3 separate regions of the Mus musculus genome follow, and all the other regions are linked to region 1. The links are chromatin contacts, called in public Hi-C maps. All regions are on one chromosome and are shown on one strand. Each heading gives the region's core, a stretch centred on a gene start, on an enhancer-like site or on the middle of the called end of the contact. The rest is flanking DNA. Distances are from core to core; before and after follow the strand shown.

Region 1 (5,104 bases), core at 983-3,482:
AAAAACTTGTTACTACATCATCATCATTATTTTTGTTTGTTTTGTTTTTGTTTTTGGAGATAGGGTTTCTCTGTATAGCCCTGGCTGTCCTGGAACTCACTTTGTAGACCAGGCTGGTAGAATATTATTTTTAGTTTACATTACGAGATTAACAATACTGTTGCTTAAACACATGTGAATATTGAAGGTTTTCTGGTTTGTTTTGTTTTGTGGAGACAGGGTTTCTCTGTGTAGCCCTGTGGCTATCCTAGAACTCATTATGTAGACCAGGCTATGGTCAAACTCAGAGATGGGCCTGTCTCTGCCTCACCCTCACGGGTGCTGGGCTCAAGACTTACAATGCTTTTTTGTTTTTGTTTTTGTTTTTGAAGACAGGGTTTCTCTGTGTAGCCCTGGCTGTCCTGGAACTCACTTTGTAGACCAGGCAGGCCTCGAACTCAGAAATCCACCTGCCTCTGCCTCCCGAGTGCTGGGATTAAAGGCTTGCGCCACCAAGCCCGGCTAATGTTGAGTTTTTAAAAGGGGGAATTAACACAATAAATTCCCTTTAGGAAAATAATCTATCATGAAAATAATGTTCTGCCAGGCAGTGGTGGCACACATTTTGGATCTCTGCACTCAGGAGGAGGTAGACAGAGCTGTGTTCGAGGCCAATCTGGTCTACATAGTGAACTCTAGGAGAGTCAGGACGACATAGAGAGACCCTGTCTTGAAAACACAAAAGAAAACCTATCTTCAGATTTATAGGTCCATTTTTACTGAGGGTTTTGCTTTTCAACGTCTTCCAATTTAACCATGTAGACATAGGTAAGCACAGTTTAAATATTTTTGTTCATATTTTTAATTTTGTTCATGCTTAAATTTAAGGCTTTTTTATAGAACATAATCTAGAGCTTAAGACACTGAGGGAATGATTAAGAGACTCTGAATCTGAGGTCAGCTGCTTCCTCTCACGAGCAGTGTCCTGAACCATTTCCTGTGTAGACATTCACATTGTTCAAAACCCTAGATACATTGAAACACTATACATGCTTTCATTCGCTTTTTATTTTTGTTTTTGTTTTTTTTTTTTTTTTGTTTTCGAGACAGGGTTTCTCTGTGTAGCCCTGGCTGTCCTGGAACTCACTCTGTAGACCAGGCTAGCCTCGAACTCAGAAATCCACCTGCCTCTGCCTCCCAAGTGGTGGGATTAAAGACGTGCGCCACCAACGCCCGGCTCATTAGCGTTTATTAACTACACATCTTATTGCGGACTTTTTACATAAATTTAACTCTGATCATGTTCGCCCATATATGTAATTTGTTAATAGGAAACATTTCTGGTCAGTATTGTGTTCCAGAAAACAGAACTGTGGCACATTTGAGACGCTAACTTGAATCAGCAGCATGAGTTTTACAGGGTTCCTGGCTCCCTCTAAAATTAAAAAATTAGTATGCACCACTACAGGCACATAAAGTTGAATACTAGAGACTTTCTAAATGTTGCGTTTCATCTTGTTCCATTACCAAACATTAGGTTTGATGAAGTTAGGGGAAATCCTTGGTGCTTGGGGTGGGGGTCTTAACCTAGACGGCTTAAAAATACAAAGAAGGCATTTGTTTTAAGCCCCAAGAACTATGGAAACCAAAGGGTTTGGTAAAAGAAGGCAAAGGGAGACTTAAAAATGCAATTTTGTAACAAACTAAAGCTGTATGGAAACCTTCAGCTGTGGAAGTCTGGCTTTCCCTAGATTCCAGACAAAAGAAGCGTTTGCGAACCGAGGGGATTTGACTTCCTGCGCATCCCGCACCACAGCCTGTCTGGTTTTCACGCTTCCCCTCCAGGGCCAGCACTCGGAGGGGGCAAGGCCAGTCGGCCGCCATTCTTCAGGGGGGCTCGGTGTCCCGGGAAGGAGCCAGGCCCGGGCAAAGGGTCCTCAAGAGAGCTGGCGCAGAACTCCGCCCGTCCGAAGGCGATCGAGGCCGGGACGAGGCTTCTCCGGTGCAGGGGGCCAGGAGAGAGGGAAACAGCGTGCAAACCCAGTACCGCCCATCCCTTATCAGCGTCCGAGGGGAAGGGCGGAGAGCCGAGGAAACAGCGGGCCCCGCGCCCGAGCTCCCGCCCGAGCGCCTTTTAAACTGCGTTTCTGCACCTCTCGCCCTGCGCCGCGGCGGCTGGAACCCGCGCGAGCCGCCCAGCCAATGGGTGGCGCGCTTCCTCCGGGCGCCCGCCAATGGCGGCGCGCGTTCTTGGGGCGTGCGCGAGCCAGGCTCCCCCCACCCCACCCCACGCACTAGCTTGTGTATGGGCTCGGCTCGCTGCGGGCTCCGGGTTCGGCTGCACTTGCTCCCCAGTCGTGCGCCAGGGGCTTTTTGTGGCGGGGGCCGGACCTGGGTTTTGTGTCCCGAGTTCTGTGCCGTGCCCGCGGCGCCGCTCCGGGGCAGGGATCTCCCGAGGCGGCGGGCGCAGCCCCCGGGACCAGCGAGCGAGCGCGCCGGCGTGAGCAGCGGCGGCGGCGACTGTGAGGGGCCGGGGAGGAGAGAAGGAGGGGGACGAGATGCCGGAGTTCCTAGAGGACCCTTCGGTCCTGACCAAAGACAAGTTGAAGAGCGAGTTGGTCGCCAACAACGTGACGCTCCCGGCCGGCGAGCAGCGCAAGGACGTGTACGTGCAGCTCTACCTGCAGCACCTCACGGCGCGCAACCGGCCGCCGCTCGCCGCGGGAGCCAACAGCAAAGGGCCGCCCGACTTCTCGAGCGACGAGGAGCGCGAGCCCACGCCGGTGCTCGGCTCCGGGGCCTCCGTGGGTCGCGGCCGCGGCGCCGTCGGCAGGGTAAGGCGAACCCCCCCGGGGCCGCGGAGACGGGCGTTTGGCGGCCGCGGCGCGTGCTCGGCGGCGGGGCTGGCCCCCTCGCGGGGTTCCCCGTGCCCGCGGCGGCGCCCCGATCGCGAGGCCGCCGGGGAAGGCGCGGAGAGGGGAGTCCTCGGTGCGAGCCGCCCCGGCTGTGCTGCTTGGCTGCTCGGGCCGGGTGCACGGTCCGGAGTGGGTGTAGACGCGGCCTTCCGAGCCGTTTTCTAAAGCCCGACAGGCTTGGCCCCCGGCGCGCGAGGTGAAGTTGTAGCGTTTTCCCGCTTTAGCGCCGAAGTGACTCGCAACAGTGTCAGAGCGCTCCCTGGAGGGCAGTTTGCGACATAGTCATTTCTGGCCTTTTTTTTTTTTTTTTTTAAATAAAGGCATTCCCGCCTTTTTATGTTGTTGACTTTTTTTTTTTTTTAAACAGATGGAGGGCTTTTTGAACCGTTTTGTTTCCTCGCGTGTCATATTCTTCCAGTCATCAGGCCCCGCCTTAAGTGGGTTTGCTGTACTGTAAACGGGACGTTTTAAGTACGTTGCATTTGGAAAAGTTTGTTCCCGTAGACATCCTGGAGAATCCCAGCTAGTGAGCGTTTTGTTTTATCGTTGTAAGATTTTTGCTGGAGGAAGTAAAGATCCGGAAGCAAAAAGAAAAGTTTATGACATACTGATGTATCAGTATTTGAATTTGAATGCCTCAGGCCAGTGAGATGTAAGATGCGTTCCTGCCGGTGTGTATCATTTTGCCTTTTTTTTTTTTTTTTTGGTTGCTGGCTTTTTGGGGGTACGTTTTAAATAGTATTTTGTAGGTTTATATTTAGTTAACAGAATTCAAGTCATTAAAAATTAGTTATGAGTGTTGATTTGGAGTGTTTTAAATCTTCGAGAAGCATGTGAATGTTTTGACTGGTATCGCGGTTTGCCTCTCGTTTTGGTGCTGGGAATTGAACTCAAAGCCTCTTTTTTGTATGTACTAGCCGGGAACTACACCTCAAGCTGTTTGCTTCTTCGAAAGTTTAGAGTGTCTTGCGATAATTTAAAAAAAAAAGTGGGTTGTTTCCTGACTGCTCGAACAAGAGTGAAAGTTACATCAAACGCATGTGTGGATTTAGTTGAGAAAACTTTTACCCTTAACTTTCAATGCCTAAGTGTTTTAAGATTGACACAAATCTCGGGGCGGTGGTGGCGCACACCTTTAATCCCAACACTTGGGAGGCAGAGGCAGGCAAATTTCCGAGTTCGAGGCCAGCCTGGTCTACAGAGTGAGTTCCAGGACAGCCAGGGCTACACAGAAAAACCCTGTCTCGAAAAAACAAACGATTGGCACAAATCAGTGTCTAGTAAGCATTAGCCCCGTGAATTACAGCGTCGGGCACCTGTAATCCCTGAGTCCATGGCCGTCCTCGGCTACTTGAGCTCTTGCCTAAAACCAAGTAAATATTGACCAGCCTACTGTCTTTGGTGTCTCCTATTTGTGGATTCTGTGGGGGCAAACATACCATGTTATTGTTTGTGTGTGTGTTTGAAGATTTTTTGTTGTTTGTTGATTGGTGTTTCTCCTGCATGTGTCTGGGGGGTGCCATATCCCCTGGAACTGGAGTTGAGCGTCCATGTGGGTGCTGGGAATTGAACCAAGGTCCTCTGGAAGGGCAGCCAGCTTAAGAACACTGGGGCCCCCATGTTACTGTATTTTCAATTCTACAAAATAATGGGTTTCCTCCTAACTTTTTACTTACCCGTGTGTCAAGTTCCCCCGTGGCTCCCAACCCCTTTCTCCCTTCACATTAGTCCCCTTGCACTCCCTTCAATTTTACATGTCATGTATTTTTTCCTAAATCTAGACCCAGCATATTAGAGTGTGTAGGTAGAATATTTATTTGTCTTTGGAAGGGGGATTGAGATAGGATGTCCTGTGACCCTGACTGTGCTTGAATGCACTGTAGCCCAGGATGACATTGTCTCTGATTCCCGGGTACTGGGATTGTGGGTATGTGCCACCATGCCTGGGTCTGTGTGGCAAATTTCACTTAACATAATCTCCTTTCATCCATTTTTGTACATGGCATGATTTTATTCTTTATAGCCAAGAAAAACGCCTTTATGTATATATTTACATTTTCTTCAGTGATTCGTGTAGTGGCAAAGTCCCATGCTTTTTGTGGGCTAAAGCCATTCAGGGGGCTAGGGAGATGACCTGTCATGAAAACACAAGGACCTGATCTCCAGCACCCACATAAAAAGCTGGGCACACCAGTGGCATGTCTTTTTTA
Region 2 (5,104 bases), core at 786-3,285, 4.4 Mb after region 1:
CCTTCAACCTTTGGAGACTGGCTTCCTACCCCCACCCCACAGACACACTCCACAGTGTAACTCCCTAAAATATACATTTTTTTTGTATGTTAGATGAATGGTACTCTTCTTTTTATTGTTAAGTATTGTTCCATAGTAGGTACATACCAAAACACTGAGTCATTTAACCATAGCTCACTCCTCAAGAGGACATGTGTGAATTGTCCCAATCCCACAGCCAAATGGGTTTAAATATTGTATAGGGGTTTCTGTATTTCATTCTCTCCATACATGTCAGTAAAGTTTTTAACCAAAAATACAGAATAGCCTGGCATAGTGGCACACACCTTTAATCCCAGGATTCCAGGAGAGAGACATGAGATCTCTCTGAGTTCGAGGCCACCCAGGTCTACAGAGTGAGTTCCAGGACTACAGAGAAAAATCCTGTCTTAAAAAAAACAAAAAACAAAAACAAAAAAAACCAAAACAAAACAAAACAAAAGAAAAGAAAAACAAAAGACAGGAGTAGTGAGTGGTTCGTGTCTATAACTCCAGCACTTGAAAGACTGAGGCAGGAGGATTGCTTCAAGTTTAAGGTTACCTTAAAACCCTGTCTCAAAAAGACCAAAAAGAAAGAGGAAACTAAGCAAGAGAGAAGAGCTGACAGGGCCCTGACAGGACACACGTTTGCCTGGAATGGTGGTTCCCGCCCGCCTGGAAGGATAGAACACACAGGAGACTCATGACTTTAAGGCCTGGAATACACAACCCATCTCAAAACACTTGCCTGGCCAAAACCAATAAGCCACTCTTTCAAAGAAGTCTCCATTGCTTACACCTCGGAATGTGTTGTGAAGATATTCCAGGTGGGTTTTGTTTCACTTGAACAGGCATGTGGCCAAAGATGCAAATGGAAATCCTACAAAAACGTTCCCTCACCAACCCCCTTCCTCATGTAGCACCCTCCCCAAACCACCCCCTCCCCAAATCCCAGTGTCCTCTGACAGCTTCAGTGTCTGTGCTTCACTGGCCCTTTACTCCAGGTTCCAAACGTTTGACTGCAAGAAGCACAAAGCAACACACAGGACAATGGATTCCCGACCCTGAGTCAAAATCAGTTTTTGCTTAGGCCCCTTGCTCGCCCTTCCCGTCTACATAATGGACATGACCCCCTCCTCCGGAGGCTATGGGCGATTCAGAGTCGACATCAATACCTGATACTATTATAATCTGGTTCCTCTTTCCATTCCTTCTCCGATTCCCTAACCGCCCAGCCAAGCTCTTTCTCAGTTCACCTGACCACAAGTATTCCTCTTCTCCTCGCAGAGGGCGGTGGATAACCAGACCACCCTCCCCTTTCAAACAGCACATTTTATCTACTCCACCCTGCAAAAGGGAGACCGGCTCATCCTCCTGACCCAGTCGCCTGCGCTGGAGCCTGTCTAGGACAGCGCGGCAGCAAGCTGGGCTGCTACTACCATTCCCAGGGTGAATGACACCTAACGGTGTTTGGGGGAATGTCTTCCTACCGACGCCCTTGGAACTCTCGCAGCGGCCCAGAGCACTTGCGATGTACACTCCAGATTTAACAATCCCCAGGTATGAAATAGCTTCCCCGGCGGGGGAAAGCCAAAAAAGAGTTGCGAAGTTTTAGAGTCGCCTTCCCCGCGGGGGCCGCGCGACAGAGGCAGGGTGCGGGGGACCCGAGGGGTCCTCGAGTGGGCGGCGCAAGCTGGGACACGCACTCACCGTCCGTGCTCCTCTTCGCCTCGTGGTAGCGCGCCCACAGGTAGCTTTTCATGTCCACGGCAGCCGGGGCAGCCGGGGCAGAGCACAGGCGCCGAGCGCAGCCCGAGCGCGGTCGTTCTCGAGCCACGGCCCCGCCGCAACTCCGCAGCCCTGCCGCCGCCCTCGCCCCGGCCCCGCGGGCCGCCGCTGCCACCGTGGCCATGCTGCCTCTAAGCTGCCAGTGGCACGGATGGCCAGCGTCGCGAGGCTCCGGGACGCACGCCGGCAGTTCCTACGTCTGAGCAAGTGCCGGCGCGGCCCAAGAACCACCCACGGTGGGGCGGAGCCGGGGGCGAGGCTGGGGAGGTGGGCGGGTTCTAGAGGGAAGCAGGAGGCGGGGTCAAGGATTAGGCTAGGAGCTGCGGGATGGGTGGGGCCTGAGCTGGGTCAGGGGCGGGGCCTGGTTGGAAAGAGGAATGCCCCGGCTGAGTAAAGAATAGGGTCTAGAGAGAGAATGAGTTGGACCATCTCGATTGCGTCAGAGGCAGAGTCAGGGACCGAACCTGGGGAGACAGAGCCGGGGGCCTAGGCCAGTTAGAGGCTGGGTCAGGTGTGGGCCTGTGGAAATGGAGTGGGACGGAGTCTGGGTTGAGTCAAAGGCGGAGTCAAGGGCGAGGCCTTAGAGAAAGCGGGTTGGGCGTGGCCGGAGCTGCCAGGGCTCAGCGCCCGGTCGGCTGCGGTCACTTCCTGACCCGCGAGGCAGGAGGGGGCGGAGGGTGGTTGAAGTCACACGGGCTAGGATGACTCATCTCCGACCCTATCGCTGCCAGCAAGACTCTGCTCTACCTTCCTCTTGCCTTCCGTGGCGGGCCCCAATTCTGATTGCACTGATGAGTGTACGCACTATCCATCTCTGATCCCAGTCTCTGGAATGCGACCCACTCCGTGTCAAAGGCTTCTGCAGGTATCTCCTGGATCTCAGGTGCCTCTCTGAGACTGCCCTGAGGCTGAGCTTGGGCCTATCCAAGAGTTGCCCTTTAAAGAGTTGCTGGGCCGAGATTACACTCGAGGTCTAAAGTCGTCTGCAAGATCCTGCCCCTGAAGACTCCCGATAAATGTAAATTTCCTTAACAGTGCAGGCCTCTGGAAAGCCGGGTTCCCACCTCCAGAGAGGTCCTCCGGACATGATTAGCAGTCTCCTGCCCACGCTGGCAGCACGCTTGGTACCTGTTCCACTCACTTGCTTAACTGCACTTATTCCATGCCGCTCCTGCGGGACTTTCTATCACCAATTCAAGACCTACCTGAGAAACACTGGGCCCCAAGAAATTCCCAAAGTATCCCATGGTGACCACTGAGTAGGGGGGGGCGGTTATAGTGGGAATGGCTAGAATAATGAGAGGACAGACAAGGCACAGTGTGAGACAACCCCAAGCATTAGCGACTCAAGTTGTGGGCTGGAAGAGTCAGATGTTTTTGTGGAAGGTGATGACACTGGAGCTAGTCCCTGACTGATAATGAAAACCATTAATAGAAAGCTGGCTGTATATTTTATCGCATACACTCTTCCCAGCTGTCTTAAAAGGAACGTACCGCGTCTCTCCTTTAAACACAATGAAACCGAGGCACAACAGAGGTGAGATTGCTTGCCTATCGTCACAGAGCTGAGTCCCCTCTTCTGTTGGGTGGTAGGGAGGACGGTAGCTAGAAAGTAATCCTTAACTGTTACAGGTTAATGTTTTATGGATCAGTGATAAAATTGGAGGACAATAAAATGTGCAAATCGATATGCTATCAAATCCATGGGCTCTGGTCATTAAAAGCTTCCTTTATGACTTGAGGACATTTCACTTCCTATCTTTTCTTATTTTTACTAATAAAAAGTTTTGGTGATAACAATCATCAATTTTACTTAGGTGAATTTTTAAGTCAAAATATACTATAGAATTTTTTTTTAAATTACGATTGGTAAGAGTGCTTCTATATATTCTCTTAGACTATAGGACCCTGTGGAATCACGATTGTTGTACTTACCATAGAAACGTGGATCACTTGAAACCCACCCTTTGTAACTAAAACCAGATACAGCGTTATAAGAGAGTAAGAAAACTGAATCCCCAGACCTGGATAGTGACCACTCCTGCAGAGTTAAAAGAAAATATCTGATGAAAGAATCCAAAATAGGTGCTAGGGACCTGGCGTAGTCTGTTAAGAGCTTGCGAGCACGCGCCAGCACTGCTATAAAAAAATGACAGCCAGTTCCTATGGCCTCAGCACAAAGAACGGAGAGACAGGAAGCCCCCTGGTGCTCACTGACTACTAGGCGAATAGAATCCCCGAGCTCCAGGTTTCAGTGAGATCTCAAAAAATAAGGGGGAAAGCACGAGAACACTGACATCGACCTCTGACCTACACACAAACACGTGTGTGCACACTTGTACCACACACACACATACGCCTTTCAAGAGAAATGAGTAAAAACTCAAAGTACAAAACAGCCCAAAATTATTTTTATTCCTTATTGGGGTCATCTGAGGTCTTCAGCAATTTTGATTCAATCTGAGATCTTCTTGGGAAGCCTGGCTTCTGAGGAGTGAAGCAGTACTGAGGAGTGTGGAAGAGCCACTTTTCTGACACGAGTTCCGATATGGACTTCCAGGGATTGTCCACATTATGAGGTAGCTGCAGGGGTTGCCGGCAGATGGAAGTGATCAGGCCCTTTCTGCTGTCCAGCTCAGCAGAAGAAACACTCTGCCTTGAGAGTCTCACCAAGCCGTTCTTGTCAATGAGCGAGACCGTCTTAAGGGGACAGGCTGCCTTTTTCCTGGCAGGTTGTCTTCTTGGACTATTCCATATTTGTGAGTCTGAAGCCTGACGTTGGAACTTTTCCTCAGCAGACTTGCACAGAATTGGAGCCAAGGTCTTCTTTCCTTTGCCGGGAACATATTTTGGTTTATCTGAAACCAGAGAAGGCTGTGTGCTTTTAACTCTCTGAAACCTACGTATATTCATACACATTGCAGTGTTTACCGTGTCAGAACTCTGAGCGCTGTGGAAGTTTAATTTAGGCACATTCTCCCATAATGAAAAGCCATTCCTAGAACCGTTAGGGAATAGATGGTTCATGCTTTGAGGCCAAGACCTCCTGCCCCGGGACCTCTGGATTTCCCTTAAAAGGCTGCAAAAGATCAAAAACGTGTCAAAACATGGCTGTCTATTAACACAAATACTCAGAAAGTCTACTTCTTTTTGAGATGTGCAAAAGAAACTCACTGTAGTATTCCCTCAATGGAAGCGTGGGTAGGCCCCAGGTGAGCTGCCCTTAAATCAAGTGACCTATACAAATAGCTGACTGCCTCCATTGTGGCATGATGGCAGAAGTCACCTGACAACAGCT
Region 3 (5,104 bases), core at 1,810-4,309, 3.0 Mb before region 1:
ACTGCAATCCAACAGGTCAGTTATACACAAGTCATTTGCAATTTCAATTCAAGGAGACCTGATGTCTCCATGGACAGCAGGCAGGCATGTGGCACATGGACATACACACAGGCAAAACCCATAAAATAAAGTAATTAATATTATATAAATAAAATAAATAGATAATTTTTATGTTGAAAGTTCATGTTCACACTTGGCAACTCCACTTCTAGGAATTTGTTTTTAGACTATGTATTTATTTTTTAAAAATTCTTTTTAAAAATTGTATGTGTTTTGCCTGAGTACGTATGTACGTATGTGCACCCCATGTGTGCCTGGTACCCGTGGAGGCCAGAAGAAGGCATCAGATTCCCCTGGAACTGGAGTTCCAGAGAGCTGTGAGCTGCCAGGTGGGTGCTATGAACTGAACCCAAGGCTCTGCAAGAGCAGCCAGAGCTCTTAATCACAGAGTTGTCTCTCTGGCCCTCATTCAAGCCTTTAAAACATGCATAAGTCGCAGTATTAAAATACAAGTAAAATTACAGGGGCCAGTGAGATGGCCGCAGGTAAAGGGGCTTGTGGCTAAGTGTGAGGGCCTGAGTTCAATCCCTGCATCCTATACTATGGAAGGAGAGAACTGACTCCCACATGTTGTTCTCTGACACACGTGCACCCCGGCACTCAAACAGCCACGCATGAAAACACATTTAAGTACATGTGATTAAAACCTTCTAGAAAGAAAATAATAATAAAGTCACAACAGAAGGCGCTTCCTACGTTCTCTCCTTTTCTTTTTATCCCTGAACCTAGGGCCGACAAGGACAGTTCCCGGTCACCGAACCACTTGATATTCTCACCTCAGCTTTCACTCTTTATTTTATATGACAAATTTTAATATTTTCAATACTACCTATCATTCTAACAATTAGCAAAAATAAAGGTACTTATATTTTAGTGTGAGACGAGAAGAAAGAAGAGGGAGAAGGAAAGTTACTTTAATTCCTAACAACAAAATACTGAGTAGAAAGAATATCTCCCTGGGGCTCTGTTGCCATTTCTGTCATATGATCAAGTCTCTTTGGCGAAGACATTTCCTCAAGGTTTGGCTGCGTCATCTATGAAAACCTGTTTTTGGGGTTTTGTTTGATAGGGTTTCTATGCAGTCCAGGCTATCCTGGCTAGCCTCAGACCTTTGGCAATTCTCTTGCCCCTGCCTTCAGAGTACTTGGACCACAGGAGCCACGATGCTCCAGCTCAGATTACTTAAAATCTGACCAAAGCTTAAAGTTCTGTGGTTTGTGTTTAAAATGTTATGGTTGGCCGGGCGGTGGTGGTGCACGCCTTTAGTCCCAGCACTTGGGAGGCAGAGGCAGGCGGATTTCTGAGTTCGAGGCCAGCCTGGTCTACAGAGTGAGTTCCAGGACAGCCAGGGCTACACAGAGAAACCCTGTCTCAAAAAAAAAAAAAAAAAAAAAAAAAAAAAAAAAAAAAAAAAGAAAATGTTACAGAATAAGATGCAAACGTCTGGGGCACCAACTTGCAGCCACATAAGTCTGGCTTACACACCTCTACAGAATAGTATGAGGTGATAGATGGCTTGGCTTCTTCACCTGAAAGATGAGGTCTGGGGTCGTTGAAGGGTGTACTTCAGGTCACTATGTATGGTGGCAGGTGCCCAAACTGGCTGAGCCATCCCCTCTGCCCACGTTTTAAATTTCCTATTGAGTTTTCCGTTCCAAGTCACTTAGTATCTGTTCATGCATGATGTCAAAACTAGACTCTGAATCCTAACCCCATCCATTTATACACACACACACACACACACACACACACACACACACACACACACACACACAAAATCTATAAATACTGGGCTGGAGAGATGGCTCAGCGGTTAAGAGCACCGACTGCTCTTCCAGAGGTCCTGAGTTCAAACCCCAGCAACCACATGGTGGCTCACAACCATTTGTAACAAGATCTGACACCCTCTTCAGGGGTGTCTGAAGACAGCTACAGTGTACTTACATATAATAATAAAATAAATCTTAAAAAAATAAAAGAAAAAGAAAATACTGCACTCACCAAAAAATTGCTTGTTGTCTTCGTAGTATTTATTTCCATATTTGTCTTCTCCCACCAGTGTACCAATCCTTATATCATTTGCCCTTTAAGAAGTACACAGAGGAAAAAAAAGGCATCTCAGAATGATTCACACTGTTCAAGACAAACCCAGAAACAGACCGTACCACCGACTGTTTCTGCATCGACACAAGAACGAGATGCTACGGGGGATGCTCGCTGCTTGTACACCTCTAGCCTTCAGCCGAAGGCTCTTGCCACTCAACGCTCACGAATTAACTTTCTGGCAAAGAGCTCTGGAGTCTCCTGTGTTGTCCCAGCAGCATGCAGACAGGTGTGTGTGTGTGGGGGGGGTAATCAACCAAACAACTGATGTGCTTAGATTGCATATAAAACACTACTTTCCAGCTACGGTCCACGTATGTAGATACGTGCACCCTGAGACACTAAGTTAGCAAAACCTTCAGGCAGTCAAAGTACTTCATCATCTTCGTATTACGAGTGTCCCCTGGATTATTCACTGGTCCTCCGGATTTGCTGCGATTTATGGGGCTAATCGGGACTAGCATGATCGCCACCTTCAACTTCTTACTGTACACAGTGCAGAGGAAAACTTGCCCAAGGTCACCGTGAGGGGTAGAGGGGTTGCTATGCTAAGCCTCATTACACCCCAGGACTCGAGCCCGGAGCATCCCGGCTACCCTAGCACCTGCGTCACAGCTCCGCCACTAGGGGCTGAGTAGGGCCCAGAGACGTCTCAGTCCAAGGAACTCAACTCTTGGGACTGAACTTGTCCTTGACCGGATCCCTGGACCTCCAAAGTGATCTAATCTGAGCTCCTTTCCAGGAAAGCAGCCAGCGGAGGTGCGTCCCCAGAGACCCAGGGTCTAGCCCTGGCCTCCTACCTGAAGAAAACCCGTAGGAGGCCCCGCAGGCCGCCGTGGCCGGTGACCTGCTGCACGCCGCGCTTCAGGACCTCCACCAGCTCCATTCTCATCTGCATGGTCCGCCCCTTCCGTGTTCGGGTAAAACCCGCCGGGCGGAAGACGAGATACTCAAGGCGCCACCGTTTGGAGGTTCCTGCTCGTCAACCGGCCGCGGAGGTCGTTCTACGCAGGCGCAGAGCTGGAGGTCGCGCAGGGAGGATTATCTGGGGTTTTACAGTACAGGTTGGTGTCTTCCTAAAGGTGAAATTAATGTTTTCGGAGGCTGTACCCAGAAAGCGACCCTGCGGGGAGAAGTACGCCAAGCAAAGCTTTCCCAGATGGGAGTTTCTCCTGTCGAAATAAGTTTCTTCCTCCAGACAACGATGACGCACATTCCAAAAATTCCTTATAGCACTAGAAGCTAAGAAATGCATTACTGACCCCACAGCGGTATTGTACATTTAATACAGAGTGCGTATGATTTTGAATTCATTAAGCGTCGGTATGCTGGTAGATGAGTGATGAAGAATTGCAAAGAATAAGATTAAGTAAAATACCTGAAGGATTTGTTATTTTATTGTTGCAAGGTGTAAGCACAGACACTAGGTAGACTTCATCACAGAGTTAGTGCTTTACAAAATAATAAAATAAATAAACAATACTGGCAAACCCCTAGCCATAAAAAAGAAAAAGAAAAGAAAAGAAAGAAGAAACTAGGATTAATAAAATTAAAGATTAAAAATAGTTAAGTGTCAAGTCGACAAGGCTGGCCAGATTGCGAACCTCGGGAATACACCTGCCTCCACATCCCTGGAACTGAGTCTACAAAGGTGCCACCATACCCGAATTTTCTACATGGGCTCTGAGCTGTAACTTCTTTTCTCACGCTTGCAAGGTAGGCTAAGATCAAACCCAGGTCCTTGGCAAGAGCAGCTAATATTCTTAATTTCATTTTAAAAATATTTTGCGTTATTTGCATATTGTTTCCAAGCCCTGTGTGTCTTTACATATTCCTCACAATATGTATGTTTTTTGATGACTAGAATGCAGGGGAGTCACAGGAGACTTCTGATAGCAGGATAGAAGGCAAATTGGCCTCCAGCTCTTTCCCTTAGAACACAGCCAGTAGGCAGTAAGGAGCAGAACAGAGAGACTCTGGCCATGCCCAGATTCTGTCCCACTGCAAGTCCCAGCTAACAGCCACTAATACTCAGTGACTACAGAGATTTAAACCCATGATTTCTGCCAGACCCCTGTTCTGACTGAATGGAGATAGGTTGTCCCTGACCACCTCTGTCTGTATTATACATTCATGTGAAAATGCACACTTCTAACTGGTAGGTTTGGGGTGGCTAACCGCAAAACCTTGATGCTTGACATACTGCCAATAGTTTTGAAGCCCCTTCTATATCCTTCCCCGTTTGCACCTTCCTCCTCCCTTCCCAACTATTACCTAGACTTGATGCTCTTGCTTCTTGACTACATTTTATATGTATATGTACATGTAAATGTACTGTTACACAGATGTAACAGTAAACTAGTTAAATCATATTCTCTATGCTTTATGTACTTATTCAAATCGATGCAGGTTTTCTTTGTTTATATAATCTTAAACTCCATGTGTGTGTGGGGAGCACAAAGGAAAGAGACTGAACTCAGATAGCTGCATTTCCACAGAAAGTGCTCTGACCCTCTAAGCCATCTTGCCATTATTTTTGTTCTTAAAATGCTTATATGATTTTTCTCCCTTCTACTGCTGGAGACTGAACCTAGGGCCTTGTAAATGCTAACCTAAGCACAAGCTCTCCCACTGGGATGCCCTATGACGCAGAGGGCATCCAATCACCAAATAAATAGGTCATTGAAATAAAATACATTGACAGGATACAGAAATTTGTAATGCAAGTCACATTTTAATACAGTTTTAAAAAGACTTCCCAATGTAACTACAAATTTCATCAGGAAAAATATCTCAAAGAAATAACCATTAGGACACTTTTTTTTTTTTGGTGAATCCTTGGCTTATTATCTTGAGATGATAAAGGTATCAAAGGAGCCAACATTTTGACACTGTGATATGACATCGTCATCTACAGATGTGCTGGGATGCAGGTTACACA

The links. Hi-C and Micro-C count contacts between places; a contact is called where the count stands out from the background.
Region 2: a contact with region 1 is called in a Hi-C map of CD4 T cells, with 4 times the contacts expected there. The contact joins the promoter of Nt5dc3 here to the promoter of Tmpo in region 1. A contact is called at or near these places in 1 of 39 promoter capture datasets (pre-B cells) and 1 of 484 Hi-C or Micro-C datasets (CD4 T cells).
Region 3: a Hi-C map of CD8 T cells shows a contact between it and region 1, with 3 times the contacts expected there. The contact joins the promoter of Ndufa12 here to the promoter of Tmpo in region 1. A contact is called at or near these places in 2 of 39 promoter capture datasets (liver and pre-B cells) and 1 of 484 Hi-C or Micro-C datasets (CD8 T cells).

Annotation. Positions count from the first base shown.
Region 1 is chr10:91,168,747-91,173,850 of GRCm38.p6, reverse strand. Tmpo (thymopoietin) reads left to right here and starts at 2,232. Exons shown (of 4, transcript NM_011605.3): 1 at 2,232-2,813. The coding sequence starts at 2,538.
Region 2 is chr10:86,775,936-86,781,039 of GRCm38.p6, reverse strand. It overlaps Nt5dc3 (5'-nucleotidase domain containing 3), which reads right to left and starts at 2,035. Exons shown (of 14, transcript NM_175331.3): 1 at 1,729-2,035. The coding sequence starts at 1,930. Ttc41 (tetratricopeptide repeat domain 41) reads right to left here. Exons shown (of 16, transcript NM_001003910.2): 15 at 4,981-5,104; 16 at 4,197-4,885. The coding sequence ends at 4,219.
Region 3 is chr10:94,196,990-94,202,093 of GRCm38.p6, reverse strand. Ndufa12 (NADH:ubiquinone oxidoreductase subunit A12) reads right to left here and starts at 3,059. Exons shown (of 4, transcript NM_025551.4): 1 at 2,964-3,059; 2 at 2,062-2,144. The coding sequence starts at 3,049. It overlaps Nr2c1 (nuclear receptor subfamily 2, group C, member 1), which reads right to left. Exons shown (of 14, transcript NM_011629.3): 14 at 4,880-5,104.